Regions from separate parts of the Mus musculus genome. Here region 2 is linked to region 1. A link is a contact called in public Hi-C data. All regions are on one chromosome and are shown on one strand. The core of a region is the stretch at or near the end of the contact, and the rest is flanking DNA. Distances in the headings are between cores, read along the strand shown.

Region 1 (6,569 bases), core at 931-3,430:
CTTCTAGAATTGAGCTTCAAACATGGAGCAGCTCAGGGAACACTTGTAGGGTGAGGGGTTGACAAGCTGTGAGGAAGAAACCCATGGTTCTTTCCCACAAGGGGCACTATAAGGCCCTGAACAGCCAGGACAAGTGTGGCTCTTTCTTCACCAAAGGTCTACACAGACCGACCAGATTCCTTCCTCTTACAATGGATTCATGTTGTTATCATTAATTCTGCCAGATGCCCAGATCATAAATGTATCCTAAAGCCACAGGCCAGTTCTGAGCATAAAATGCAGAAGGCTTGAGACCCATTGTTTGTTCGGCCACTGAGTTGAAAAGCTTCAGCAAGCTGGCCAAGCTGGCCTCTCTGAGGGCTGGTCTCCCAGCAGTGTATTACCACTGTAAGGAGCCTCCAGAATGAAGCTGCATGAAGAAACCCCAGCCCTCTTGGTCCTGGTCAGAGAGCTCTTCCCACTCACAAGACCCTGGACCTCTGTAACTGGAATTCCCGGCAATATGCCAGGCCTATAGGCAGAGCTATATCATTAGACAGCATGCCAGTGCAGGGATTGGCCTTGCAACGGGGAGTGAGAACTCAAATGACAGCTTAATCTGATGACAGCATCAAAGTAATGTTTTCGTTTATTCTTTTTTATTATTAATTTATTTTATGTATATGAGTACACTGTAGCTGTCTTCAGACACACCAGAAGAGGGCAACGGATCTTGTTACAGATGGTTGTGAGCACCATGTGGTTGCTGGGAATTTGAACTCAGGACCTCTGGAAGAGCAGTCAGTGCTCTTAACTGCTGAGCCATCTCTCCAGCCCCACTTTGGTTTATTTTTGTGGTTTACCAAAGCGCGCGCACACACACACGCATACTCGCGCACACACACAAAGAGAGAAAGACAGGGGGAGAGCCTCTATTCTTATGTTATTATGATTATTTGAGTGATATAGGGGAGAGGTGTGCAGGCAGGAAGGGGTGGATGGGCTGTGGGCAAAGAGAACACTTTTCAGCACACTAAGTTCCATCAGTCCCAAACTAACTGGGGATCTCATAAGCCACTGCCCACCGCGCTCTGCCAATGGTCTGAGGTGCATCAAGTCAACCTGATGTTGCTATGAGAACCAGATTCCTCCCCAGCACCATAGCAACAGACTCCAAAGTGTGTTAAGCACACAGTCTGCTCACACTTTACACCATAAGCTGGGAAAGAGAGCAGCAGGAGCTGTGGGGGTGGGCACAGGGATATTTTCCTAAACCAATTAGCTGAAAACTCAAATACATGAGGCTCAGTTTGAATGGAGAGGATCGCAGGGACCACACATCTTCATTAAAATTCTCAGGGACACTGAGAGTTACTGTATCACTATCAACCTTTGGGGCCCTATCTGTGGCTCTCTACATTGTAGCAAACCTACATCTGTTGTGGTCAGAACAAGGCGCTTTCCTGAGAAAGGCTTCCTTCCCAGGTCATGAGAAGCAGCCAACAGCAGCCAACAATATGCATTCCTTCATCCTGATGTTCTAGATCAGTGGTTCTCACCCTGTGGTTCTCACATCAGCTATCCCATGTATCAGATATTCACATTATGAGTCATTACAGTTATGAAGTAGCAACGAAATCAATGAAATATTTTTATGGTTGGGGGTCACCACAGCATGAGGAACTGTATTAAAGGGTCACAGCATTAGGAAGGTTGAGAGTCACTGCTCTAAACCAAAGACTCCATCTCTTCATGCATGGTAGGGAAGAATGCTGTTCCTAAAAGGCCAGAAAAGGATGCCAGTTCTCATCCTTAATAATCAGTGGCTATGGGTTTGGTGTGGTAGTAGGACTGCCCCAGTGTCAGGGCAGAAAAGTGGGTCTGGGAAGAATGGGCTACCGAACAGTTGACAGCACTTGCCACATACTGCAAGAATGTCTTCCAGGAGTTAGAGATAACAGAGGAAGTGCTTCTCCAGCCTGTTCCCCCACCCCCAACCCTCCCCAATGCCACAGACTGTTGCTGGGCTGTCTACACCAGTAAGTGCTAGTATAAACTTGAGCAAGTTTATTTGTTGCAATTGGCCTGAAGCTTGGGTCCCAAAATGTGATATTTTTTTTCAGGCAGTCATGGCACCAGAAAACTTATTTAAAATGCAAATCCAGACATCTCCCGCCAGCCCTGTGACTCAGAAACTCTGGGGTAGGTCCAGCAGTCCGTGTGAACAAGCTTGGCAGGTGAATCCTGCAAAGGCGAGTTGAGGCCCACGGGCTTGAACAGTCTGCAATCCTCCACACTTTCGTCTTTCAACCTACTTGGGCATCATCAGGTCAGCCATCAGCAGGGATCACATACTCGCACAGGGGGAAGAGGCATAAGACCTTCCTGTCCAGTTTCTTCCTGGTTAAGCCTGCTGTCATCCCTCCCTAATGATGCTGCTGGACCCACCAAGCTCAGCCCTTTGCATGATGAACCAACCAGGAACACCAGTTCTGCTTTCTGCAACCGTTTACAATTTTCTTCCTCTTGTACACACTAGCAGTCAGTGAAATGTTGCTCCCTAATTCCCCTGTCTCCAGGGTAAACATCTATAACTTCCTTTGTAGTTCTGATATAACAAGGTTTCTAGTTGACCCTGCAGGATCCCTCCCTGCCTATGATCAAACAAGACCACCAGAAGCTTGGAAGAAAATATCCCAGCCATATTTGGCTTGCACAGAGCATGGGAGCTGTGGCCCCCGGCTGCCTGGATACTAGGAACAGCCCTCAAGGACACTTTGTTCTGCTACAGTCACATCACCTGGTCCATACAGCAAAATGCCCTGGTCTTTTAAATAATGCTGTAATTAAAGTCCTCTTCTATTTATGTTTTGGAACTCGAGCATATAATTTTACATTTCTAATAATAAATTTATCCCCTAGTTCTTCTGTTCTGGATTTTTTATTCATATACCATTAAATTTATCCTCATGTAAAATTGAAAATATGGCACTCTGTACAATTATTCTCTTTTTAAACTTTATGAGTGTACTCCATATGTTTTATATTTTACTATTAATATAAAATGAACATTTCAACTCGTCGGCTTTGAAACAATTTTATCAGCTCGTACAAATGGTAACATTTACTGATTGATTTAAGCACCTCCTGATAGTACGTTCTTTCTTTCTTGGCTGTTGTCTTACATAACGCTGCAATGAACAACATTATACATAAAATACCAATCTAGTTTCTTAGTCCAGATTCTTGGAAGGAGAATGACTGGTAAAGAGTAGGAACATTTCACAAAGTCTACTTTTGAGTTAGGTTATAGCTTTTCTCTCTTTGGACCACTGTATATGAGAACCTTCTTTATCACAGGTTCTGCTATTATACAATGATTTAAAACATCAATGGCAATCTAATACATGAAAAACTGAATCTTTAATATATTTTTCTGTTTTACTAGTGACATTAACCAAATACCTACACACACACACACACACACGCACACACACACACACACACTGCTGATTATACAGCTCACAGTTTGTGAATAAACCTGTTTATGCCTCTTACCAAACAATGGGACCCACCATTTTTCTTGCTGTTTCTAGGGTCTGTAAGCAGCTGTACTGACCATCTGTCTCCACTGTGTGGAAGATTCTCTTCCACTTTGTACATGCCTTTCTGCCTTTCATATTTTCTGTAACTTTCCTGGTTTTGTTTTTGTTTTTTTAAGATATATATATATATATATATATATATATATATATATATATATATATATACACACATACATACACTGTAACTATCTTCAGACACACACCAGAAGAGGGCGTCAGATCCCATTACAGATGGTTGTGAGCCACCATGTGGTTGCTGGGAATTGAACTCAGGACCTCTGGAAGAGCAGTCAGTGCGCTTAACGGCTGAGCCATGTCTTCAGCCCACTTTCCTGTGTTTTATGTTTTAAGTTTTATATATTTGTTTAATGTTTACCTTAATGTCTCACCTTAGGTTTATGTTTTAAAAGACTCTGCTAATGCTGTGACTAGTTTAATGCTCTCTTTCTATTCTTACAGCTTTTGCATTTACGTTACATTCGTCTCTTTAATCCATCGGTGGTTTGTTTTGGGTCAATGTCCCTGGTCAGCCTGAGAAGCGGTTTTCTGCCTAAGTACTTGTCAACCCAGAACCCTTCCTCACCAACCCTGGGGCCCTGCCTGCCCTTTATCATAGCTTCCCACTAGCCATACAGGTGCCCAGAGAAGACACCCTCACGCCACAGTCTAGTTGTCTGTGTCACACATTGATTGCTGGTTATTTCAATCTGGTCTGTTGTGGAGACCAACCGTGATGGTCTACTGCAGGTACCTAGCATGTGTACTTTGCCCATCATGAGGTGATGCCGATCTGCTGCCTCTGACCGACGTTCCTAAACCGGAACTACACACTGAGTTACCCTGAACACCTTTCATTTTAATAAATTTGTTGTCCACACTTGAGGTCATCTCTCCTGGCACTTTCAGTCATGTTTTTCTGCGCTGCCTGCAATCTCACTGGCCCCCTCCAGACCTTTTAGAACACCAGTCAGCACTGGTGTAGTATACAAACCTTTTTTGATCCTGATGTTAAACAGAGTGCCTCTGGAGTTTCATTACTAAAAATCTGTTCTTGACTTGAAATGGATTTCTTTTTTTAGGAAAAAAAAAAACAGCTCAACGAGTTCATATGGGTGCTGCCCATAACCATGTGTGTAGGGTCATCCACTGTGACACTGGGAATCTACCAGGGGCCACCCTCCTAAAGAAAAGTGACTGTCCCTCCTCCCAGCAACTATCAACTGCCTTTAGCTCTTCAGCTAAGGGTGACAACTCCAGGAGCCCTGCCTCTCACATGCTGGAAGATTCTGACTGGCTTCATGTTATACAGGTCTTATGAAGGCAACCACAGCTGCTGGGAATTCACACGACCAATAGCTTTGTCATGTCTGGAGGACAGCATCTCACAGCATCCTTTCCCATCCTCTTGTATGCCTTTCTGGTCCATCTTTCTAGATGTTTGACCATGTTTGTGATACCAGGTATAAAACTCCTTCTGTGGAGTAGGTCTCACATCCCATCAGCCCAACCCAAACTATTGTTTACAGTTACCCCATAGACAGTCCCTTTTTTGGTGGTGGTGGTGGTGGGGTGAGACAGGGTTTCTCTGTGTAGCCCTGGCTGTCCTGGAACTCACTCTGTAGACCAAGCTGGCCTCGAACTCAGAAATCCACCTGCCTCTGCCTCCTGAGCCAGCATTGCACCAATAGGCACATCTTGTGTGGCAGTTCAGTATAGTAGTCCAGCTACAGAAAAACCATTGGTGCCCTTTCTCCCCTAATGGCGTGGATAACACCTTCCAGCCCTGAAGTATAGCCAGTTTAAACAGTTTCCTGATTGAGCCGGGCGTGGTGGTGCACACCTTTAATCCCAGCACTCCGGAGGCAGAGGCAGGGGGATTTCTGAGTTCAAGGCCAGCCAGGGCTACACAGAGAAACCCTGTCTTGAAAAAACAAGCAAACAAACAAACAAACAAAAAACCCAACAACAACAAAAAAACAAGAGTTTCCTGATCAATTCAAGATTGATTTCTCTGTGTCCTACAACCAAATTGTGGCGTATCTTCCTCAGTGGGGTCCTGCCATCTAGTTACAGAGGATAACTAACTGGTGCAGAAGCCTCTGGGAATTCCTTTAATCATTACCTCGTAGGGAGGCGACCCATGTGGGGCACTGAGACTTTCATTTTGTAATCCCTGTCTTCTGGGATAAGCATTGTTCACCGGTGTGAAGTATTTTTGTTCAAAGCCCCTTCCCCCCTTTTAGAAAAAAGTTTAATTAGCTTTCAAATTAGTGGGATATCATAAAGGCTTCTCCATAGCCCGTATTTTAGTGACGCCCTCTTCCTTTCCTTTTCCCCATTCCCTGTGCCCATCCCCACCTGACCTTTACCCCCGGGGTTCTCTGTCCTTTCATTCGGCATGTTCTAAGAGCTCCTCTTACTCTATTTTCACATTTGGATCACAAGATCATAGGTTTCCATGAGGTTCCTATTGCACACCTGAGTAGATCAACACCTTCCCGTCCCCCATTTCCCACCCCTGACACTCCATCTCCTGCTGAAGCCTGTGTCTCCAGTGTCAGCCTCTCTGTGTTCACTTTGCATATATTCTACTTCCTCTGCTCCCTAATCCTCCTTCCTGCCACTGGCCTGTTTCTGAGCTTCTGTGTGTTAACCCCCTGTGCTAAATACACAAACGTAAAGATTTGAAGCTAGGACCCTCACATGAGATAAAACAGAAAGTGCTTGTTTTTTGACCTGACTGAGCACCAGCTTCTTGGTATAGTTATCAAATCTATTCATAAATTATTTCCTACCTAATTAGTCTAATTTTAGGGCTTTCTGTATCATTTCAAGTTTTGAAGCTTGTTTTTATTTTTAAGAGTGTGTATGTGTGTGTACATGCACACATGCATGCGTGTGTGTGTGTGTGTGTGTGTGTGTGTGTGTATAACACACACACATATTTCTAGTATTTTTTTTTTTTTAGAAAATATGCATTGCCTA
Region 2 (6,573 bases), core at 2,129-4,628, 500 kb after region 1:
CTGTTAGAGTGGAGTGCCTGGGGATCTTGGCAGGACAAAGGGTCAGAGGGTAAGTGCGAGGAGGCAGCTGTGGGCAGCACTTTGGTAAGCTCCTTGGAAGGCTTTTGTCTGGGGTCAGTGACAGCAGGGTGGGTGTCGAAATGTTCATGTTCATAATCTCATCTCATTCATCTCCTCCCCCTCACTCCGGGCTCCCTTACCTCTGTGTGTGACGTCACATCACCTCTGAACACCTTCGCTCCGTGTGACATCATCACTGCTTCATGACATCATCACCGCCCTATGACATCATTGCCACCCTATGACATCATCTTGCCCTCATGTGGTCCTGTGCCTTTCCTGTGCCATGTCCAACCCTGTGGTGGGCTCATGCCCTGAGCAGCCAAATCTGTCTTCCATCACTGTAAGTAATTCTGACTGAAAGATCCTACCGTATCCGGGTATACCAGGGAGCCACACAGGCTCGCCTTTAAGCCTGAACCCAGGGAGTGAGCACAGACAAGCTGAGTTCTTTATCTGGTCCTTTATCCTAGGACACTCCTTGATTGGGAGGGTCCCCAAACCCTTAATCCACTTTAAAGCCCTTTCCTTTCTGGGAAGAAAGGAAAGACAGAGTTCCAGCCGTCTAAGTACAGCCCTGCCTTAGGAAACAGCCATCTCCTCTCAAGAGGCTCCAGTTATGTAGCGGAGATGCTACTAGGTCACCCCAGAGACAAAAGCATTGTCACCTGTGCCCAGGTATCTGCCAGCCTCGACAAGGCTCAACACTTGAACGAAAGAAATTGTGCCTAAGGCCAAAGCACCTCAAAGACAATGACAGGCTGAGGTGGCCTTAACACAAAGCAAAGGGAAACTTTGTCCCAGCTGCTGTTGATGCTTGCTGTCAGCCTGGGAAAGGACATCTGTTCTTTACAAACCAAGAGACACACATGGCACCTGGGTCCTGGAGATGTGGGGCTCCTAAGCCATAAAGATGCCTGCCTTCAGCCCACCCTGCTCAACAGTCTCAGGGTTCTGGATATCTGGTACCAAGAAGGCTCCCACTGCCTCATTTGGCTTTCTTATACAAACGATGCCCCCCCCCCAACCCGCTTCGTTTCCCTTCCACCCCTCTGGTTGCTACTGACCAAGGCAGGTCCTTGGGCTCACACTTCCTGGATCTGGTCTCCTTCATGATTCCTGGCTGTGGTGGGAAGTCACCTCCAGCAGTTCTCACGGGGCCTTGCTGGAATCGTGACAGAAGCTGTGTGTTACAGTCTGCTCACTCACGTTAGCCTCAGGATGCAGTCAGTCATGCTCCTCCCGCCTGCATGCTCCGTAAGTCCCTTCTGCCAGGACACCTCAAGGAAGCCACCTGGTCCTGCCACTGGTGACTCTGATAGGTTTCAGCAACGGAATGCCCTCTCCAATGACAGGAAAATAGCCCAACCTTAAGCCTAGTAGGAGAGCCCTGTTTGAGGCTTCCAGCCTCTGACGCCAGGTGCCCAGTAGCATGAACAGGAAGTGAAGTTGGCTGAACCCCGTCTGCTCTCCCAGCCCACAGGAACTGTTTAGCCTGAAGCCTGCCTCTCCTCTTAGCCTCATTGTCTGTGAGGGAAGCGTCCGGGTCCAGGCATGGAGACCTGTGACTCTCCTCCTCACTCCTTGTGTGACCTTGCAAAAGCAGCGTCCTGATTGCACCCCATTTCTGGGTGTTTAATATGGTTCCTGCTGCCTTCCTTCCCTCTCCTCCTTCCCTGCTGGGCTGTAAAGGGTAAAGTGTGTTGATGCATCAGGACCTCAGTGCTGCGAGGTGCCCACGAGTGCCCGGGGATAAATCTCAAGGGCCCTGGGAAGGGCAACATGGCAGTGTAGCAGGGCTTCCCCACTCCACAACAGCGCAGCAGGGCCTCCACACTCCACAGCAGCATAGCAGAGCCAGGGCAAGGCCTCTACTCTCTACAGCAGCGTGGCAGGGCCTCCACGCTCTGCTGTACCCTTTGCCGAGTGCTGGTCCGCTGTATCCCCAACCCTTGTAGATGGGTTCCCTAAGGCCTTCTGTGATGTGTGGTAACCCTCCTCACACACATTCCTCTGTCACCCACAGCCCACAAGCACAAGAAGCAGGACCTGCTGCACCCCTGTGACACAGAGTACCCAGTGTTCGTGCATCAGACGGCCATCCAGGAAGCCAATGGCATCATCGAGTGTGGGGGCTGCCAGAAGTAAGTCTCCAGGCAGCCACGGAATCCGGCCAACGGCGTCTTGCCCTTGGCACCCATAGGAAAGTCTCCACAGGAGGAAAGGAGTCCCTTTCATCTCAGAGAGGAGTTGCCCTTCTCGGTATCCTGATCTTCAGTGCAGCAAAAACCCAGACTGGAGCAGAGGGGAGGGGAGTGGGTGTGGACAGTTTGGTTGTCTGCTTTAGGAGACACAGGGCCAAGGATCCAGAGACCAATTCCCAAGTCAGTGAGTCGAAGTCCAAGGCCACGGGGTCTCTCTTGGAAACCCCTGCAGGCTTGCTTCCCCTCCGCTCAGAGCAAGGTAGCGTCAGGGCCTTGAACACTTATGTGACAGGCTGGGAAAGAGGCAGGACGTTCTGCCCCGTACAGAGCAGGAACTATGTGCAGGACTGGGGTGTTCTCAGCAAAGGCACAGGGTAGGAGTAGGAGCCTTGGTTGGAGCTGTCAGAGCCTGGGGCATCGCCAGGCCAAGTCTTGAATTTCTAAGCAGAATCCAGTCAGGCTAGCTCCTGGGTAAAAGTCCCTAGCTTCATCCAGACCAGCTTGGAAGGCCACACCTACTGACTTCCCACGCTAAACTTTGAAGAAACCAACCTAGAGGCATCTGTCCCAACCCAGGAGGACAGTACCTCCAGGGACCTCCCTTGGCCAGTCTTGCAGCTTACTGGGGCCACCAGGATGTCTGGGGAACCAAAGAGCTAGGCCAACTATTGTGTAAGCTCAGATTGTGGCGCTAGACAGATCTAGGTTGCCGCCTCTTCATCATGTGTAACATCTTAAGTACACATACAGCAGCCTTCCTGGGGCTAACACTATTGGCGTGCTTATGTCGGGCTTTAAGGAACCATTGAGGGGATAGTAGAGAAGAAGGGCTTCCCAGCAGACAGACTTGACTCTGCCTTTGATCCTTTCCATCTCTAGTCTTAACTGCAGACAAGCTTCTAGCCTGTTTTGTCCTGTGCACAATGGGAACTATACCAAGTTCACATAATGGTGTAATGGCCACATGTGAGTTTATATGTGTGCTATATACTTACTTGTGTGTGTCTAACATCACCCACCCCATACAAAATGCTTGGTGATAACCTTCCTAGCTGTGTATGTAACACATAAAGACCTTTTCCTACCCCCCAACCCAAGCTATATATAGGAGCATTGGTGCCATCTTGTGGCCAAGCCCAGAACTGCAAATTCTCTGGCTCTAACAGAGGTAATATGCCTGTTTGCTGGAAATGATCCCTGTGGGTGTTAATGACAGCTCCTTCTTCACCCTCTCCAGGCTACTGGGAATGGAGGGGTGGCATTGTGACGGTTCATGTAAAAGTACTGAGCTATTGGTCTCAATATTCCTGGGACTGCCTGTCCTTCCCAGGGCTCCAGAAGGTCTCTCCCCAGAGAACTTCTCCTGGAGGCTGCACTTCCTGCGACTCAGAGCCCATTGCCCTCTCTGCTGCAGGACATTCGTGATGCAACAGATTCCCCGAAGCAACCTGCTCCTGCTCGTGACAGACCGCACCTGTGACTGCAGCGCCCACTCTCCCATCCTCCAGGAGGCCACAGAAGTCAAATATATCCTTCCCACCCTCCAAGGGGAAGGGGGTGGCTGAGAGATCATAGAGCAGCTCAGATTTGGGTTGCAGAGTCCAGCTTCTCACTGTCCTCCCTTGCATCCAGCACCATGATGGGGGAGGGGGAGGAGGGAGGAGGGGGAGGGGGAGGGAGCGGCCCAGCCTGTACCTGCTTGCTGGGCCACTGACCTCACAGATCTTGACCTTCAGGATCTCTGGAACTGTGGAGAGTTGTACCTTGACAGTGAGCTCCGCACATAATGCCTCTGTCAAGTGTGACAGGATGCGCTCCCAGAAGCCCCGGAGACGACCAGGCTCCTGCCATGCCTTCCATCCAGAGGTGCGGGCTATGAACTAAGAGGCTTGGCCTTTGACCCCTAGTTTTGTCCTGTGTGTGGCTTCTTGGGACATGAGTATTTCTGGACTATGTGTCTATCATGCTGGGGGAGCCCTGCATCCACAATGATGTTGTGTGATACACAGAATAAGGAGCAGTGGCAAGCAAGGATGTTCCAGGTCAGTTGGGGGAGGGGGAGGGGCAAAGGAAAGCAGACAGAGAGAAAGGGAAAAGGACCCAAGGGCATCTGTACTTCTAGGGCCTGGAGCCCAGTAAGCTTCCCCTCACATCCTTCCTGACTTCTGAGACACCTCAGCGCTACTTACCATGACTTAGCTAATGACAATAGCGACTGGTATCTATTAACCCCTAAGCCAGGGACCTTACTACCCAGTCTCTGCTGGGTGTGGCTGCCTTTACAAACTACCTCCCTAGAGGGGCTCCTGGAGATGACAGCTGTTCCACACAATTATGAGAGGAAGGCCCTAAAGATTTAAGCAAGTAGTCTCTACTGTCCCTAGAAGATTGAAGAAAGGCAGGTTTCTTCTCATCTTTGAAACCTCGCCGAGCCAGGCGTGGTGGCGCACATCTTTAATCCCAGCACTGGGGAGGCAGAGGCAGGCGGATTTCTGAGTTCAAGGCCAGCCTGGTCTACAGAGTGAGTTCCAGGACAGCCAGGGCTACACAGAGAAACCCTGTCTGGGGCGCGGGGGGGGGGGGGGGGGAGAATCTGAAACCTCGCCATCTCCAGGCGAGGCTGGAAGCAGGCTCTTATTTTGTCTGTGTGCACCCATGCTGTACATGCCAGACCTTGGCCACCTCTCTCCTAATGCTCCTTACCCCTCTGGCTTTTTAGGAGAATGCCCAGGACTGTGGCGGTGCTTCAGACACTCTGCCTTCATCCCCTCTGCTCCTGCTATCACTGGGGGCCTGGCTGCTTCCACCCCAGCTTCTGTGGTGACTCCATCCCATCTGACTTTCGCAGAAGGGGGACCTTACAGGACATTCTACAAAGTTACCGGCTTATGAAGGCCCCTCACTGCTGTGGGATGTCTCCTGTTTCAGTCCTGGGGCTACAAGTCTCTGCTTCTTAGAGATTGCTAGAGGGATCTCCAAGGCTCTTCAAGTCTTCTACTCTTGTCTCAAGTGAAGGAAGGACAGAAGTTCATTACTCCAGTTTACCAAAGGGTCACCCATTTCCCTGGCTGATCTGCTGATCCGAGGAGTTCTGGAGGCTGGAATTGAGCGGCGAGGCCCATGTAGAGGCTGTGGCAAGAGTGTGCTTGCCACCAAAGGGAAGGTGCTTTTATCCATCAGATAGTGCAGAGGACAGGCAGAGGGAGAGACAAAAGACTAGGGAAGGGACCAGAAGAGGAGGGAAGAAATGGAAAGGAAGCTGGGCGTGGTGGTTCACACTTTCAATCCCAGCACAAACGGAAACAATAGGAACGCAATGGATATTAAGTCCTGCGAGCTGTCATTAGCTACCTCTGAAGAGTCTCAACCTTTTTACACTAATGATCTGGAGAGCGGGCAGGGGTGTATGGGAGGAGGTGGAGGGGAAGGGAAGGGATAAATGCTGTAATTATAATCTCAGAAAGGGAAAGAAAAGCTTTTAGGATGAGCTCTGCAGCTGCTGCACTGGGCCAAGCACCAGTGTGGCACTGGACAGGCATGATCCTGAGGAGGTGGCGAGAAAAAGCAGAACCGAGACTCGCGCCTCACAGACTAAAGGAAGGAGCCAGGTGAGGTCTCCAAGAGCCATAGTGGGCTTTCTGTGGCTCACAATGTACAAAAGAAACCAGACTGTTGCTGGGGAAAGTCCTGGAGGCTGGAAACAACACATAATCATTGCCACAATGCCCAAGTGAACACACACACACGCCCGTGCGCACACATTTGTGTACCTGTTTGTACAAAGATGTGGAGGCCAAAGGTAATATTGGCCGTTTTCCTCAATTACTCCTTTAATTTTTTTTTTAGATAAGATCTCTCACAAAATCTGAGTCCTCCAATTCATAGCTGGCCAGCAAGCCCCAGAAGCCCTTCTGTCACTGTCTCCCCAAGGCTGGGACTGCAAGCATGCCCCGCTGTAGCCCTACTGTTGGAATAGTTCAGGAACCTAACTTGGGCCCTCATTCTCCACTAGCTGAACCTCTCAAGCCCCGCGTATCTATCTTTTAAATCAGGAACCTAAACTGGCAGCCGTGGTGCACGCCTTGAATCCCAGGACTGGGAGGCAGAGGGAGGAAGATCTCTAAGTATGAGGCTAGCCTGGTCTATAAAATGACAGACACCCAGGGCTACACAGAAACCTTATCTTGAAGATAAAAAAATAAATAGAAAAAGAATAAAAGCTAAAACTTGGAGAAGGGAAACTGGTTCTAAGTCTCGGCTTTGTGTAGTAGGAGGCAATGTACCTAGCACCAGCTAGCACTCAGTAAGC

The links. A called contact is a pair of places that touch in the nucleus more often than the background predicts.
Region 2: a Hi-C map of cortical neurons shows a contact between it and region 1, with 4 times the contacts expected there. The contact joins two enhancer-like sites. A contact is called at or near these places in 6 of 484 Hi-C or Micro-C datasets (the HL-1 cell line, the N1E-115 cell line, cerebellum and 3 more), 1 of 115 datasets of contacts at active chromatin or transcription factors (embryonic forebrain) and 1 of 9 other capture datasets (adipose tissue).

Annotation. Positions count from the first base shown.
Region 1 is chr6:118,850,136-118,856,704 of GRCm38.p6, forward strand. The region is part of intron 3 of Cacna1c (calcium channel, voltage-dependent, L type, alpha 1C subunit); the gene reads right to left. 1700080F18Rik (a long non-coding RNA gene) reads left to right here. Exons shown (of 2, transcript XR_003956354.1): 2 at 2,103-2,845. Among named protein-coding and RNA genes, the nearest start is that of 1700080F18Rik, 13 kb to the left of the region's middle. Within about 2 kb of position 2,181, at least 13 of the 459 cell types and tissues checked have an H3K27ac peak or open chromatin away from gene starts, as enhancers often do. A contact at or near this core is called in cortical neurons, where this site is marked.
Region 2 is chr6:119,345,048-119,351,620 of GRCm38.p6, forward strand. It overlaps Cacna2d4 (calcium channel, voltage-dependent, alpha 2/delta subunit 4), which reads left to right. Exons shown (of 38, transcript NM_001033382.3): 33 at 1-49; 34 at 383-403; 35 at 2,087-2,204; 36 at 3,679-3,791; 37 at 4,048-4,130; 38 at 4,984-6,573. The coding sequence ends at 5,088. Among named protein-coding and RNA genes, the nearest start is that of Lrtm2, 18 kb to the left of the region's middle. Within about 2 kb of position 3,379, at least 17 of the 459 cell types and tissues checked have an H3K27ac peak or open chromatin away from gene starts, as enhancers often do. A contact at or near this core is called in cortical neurons, where this site is marked.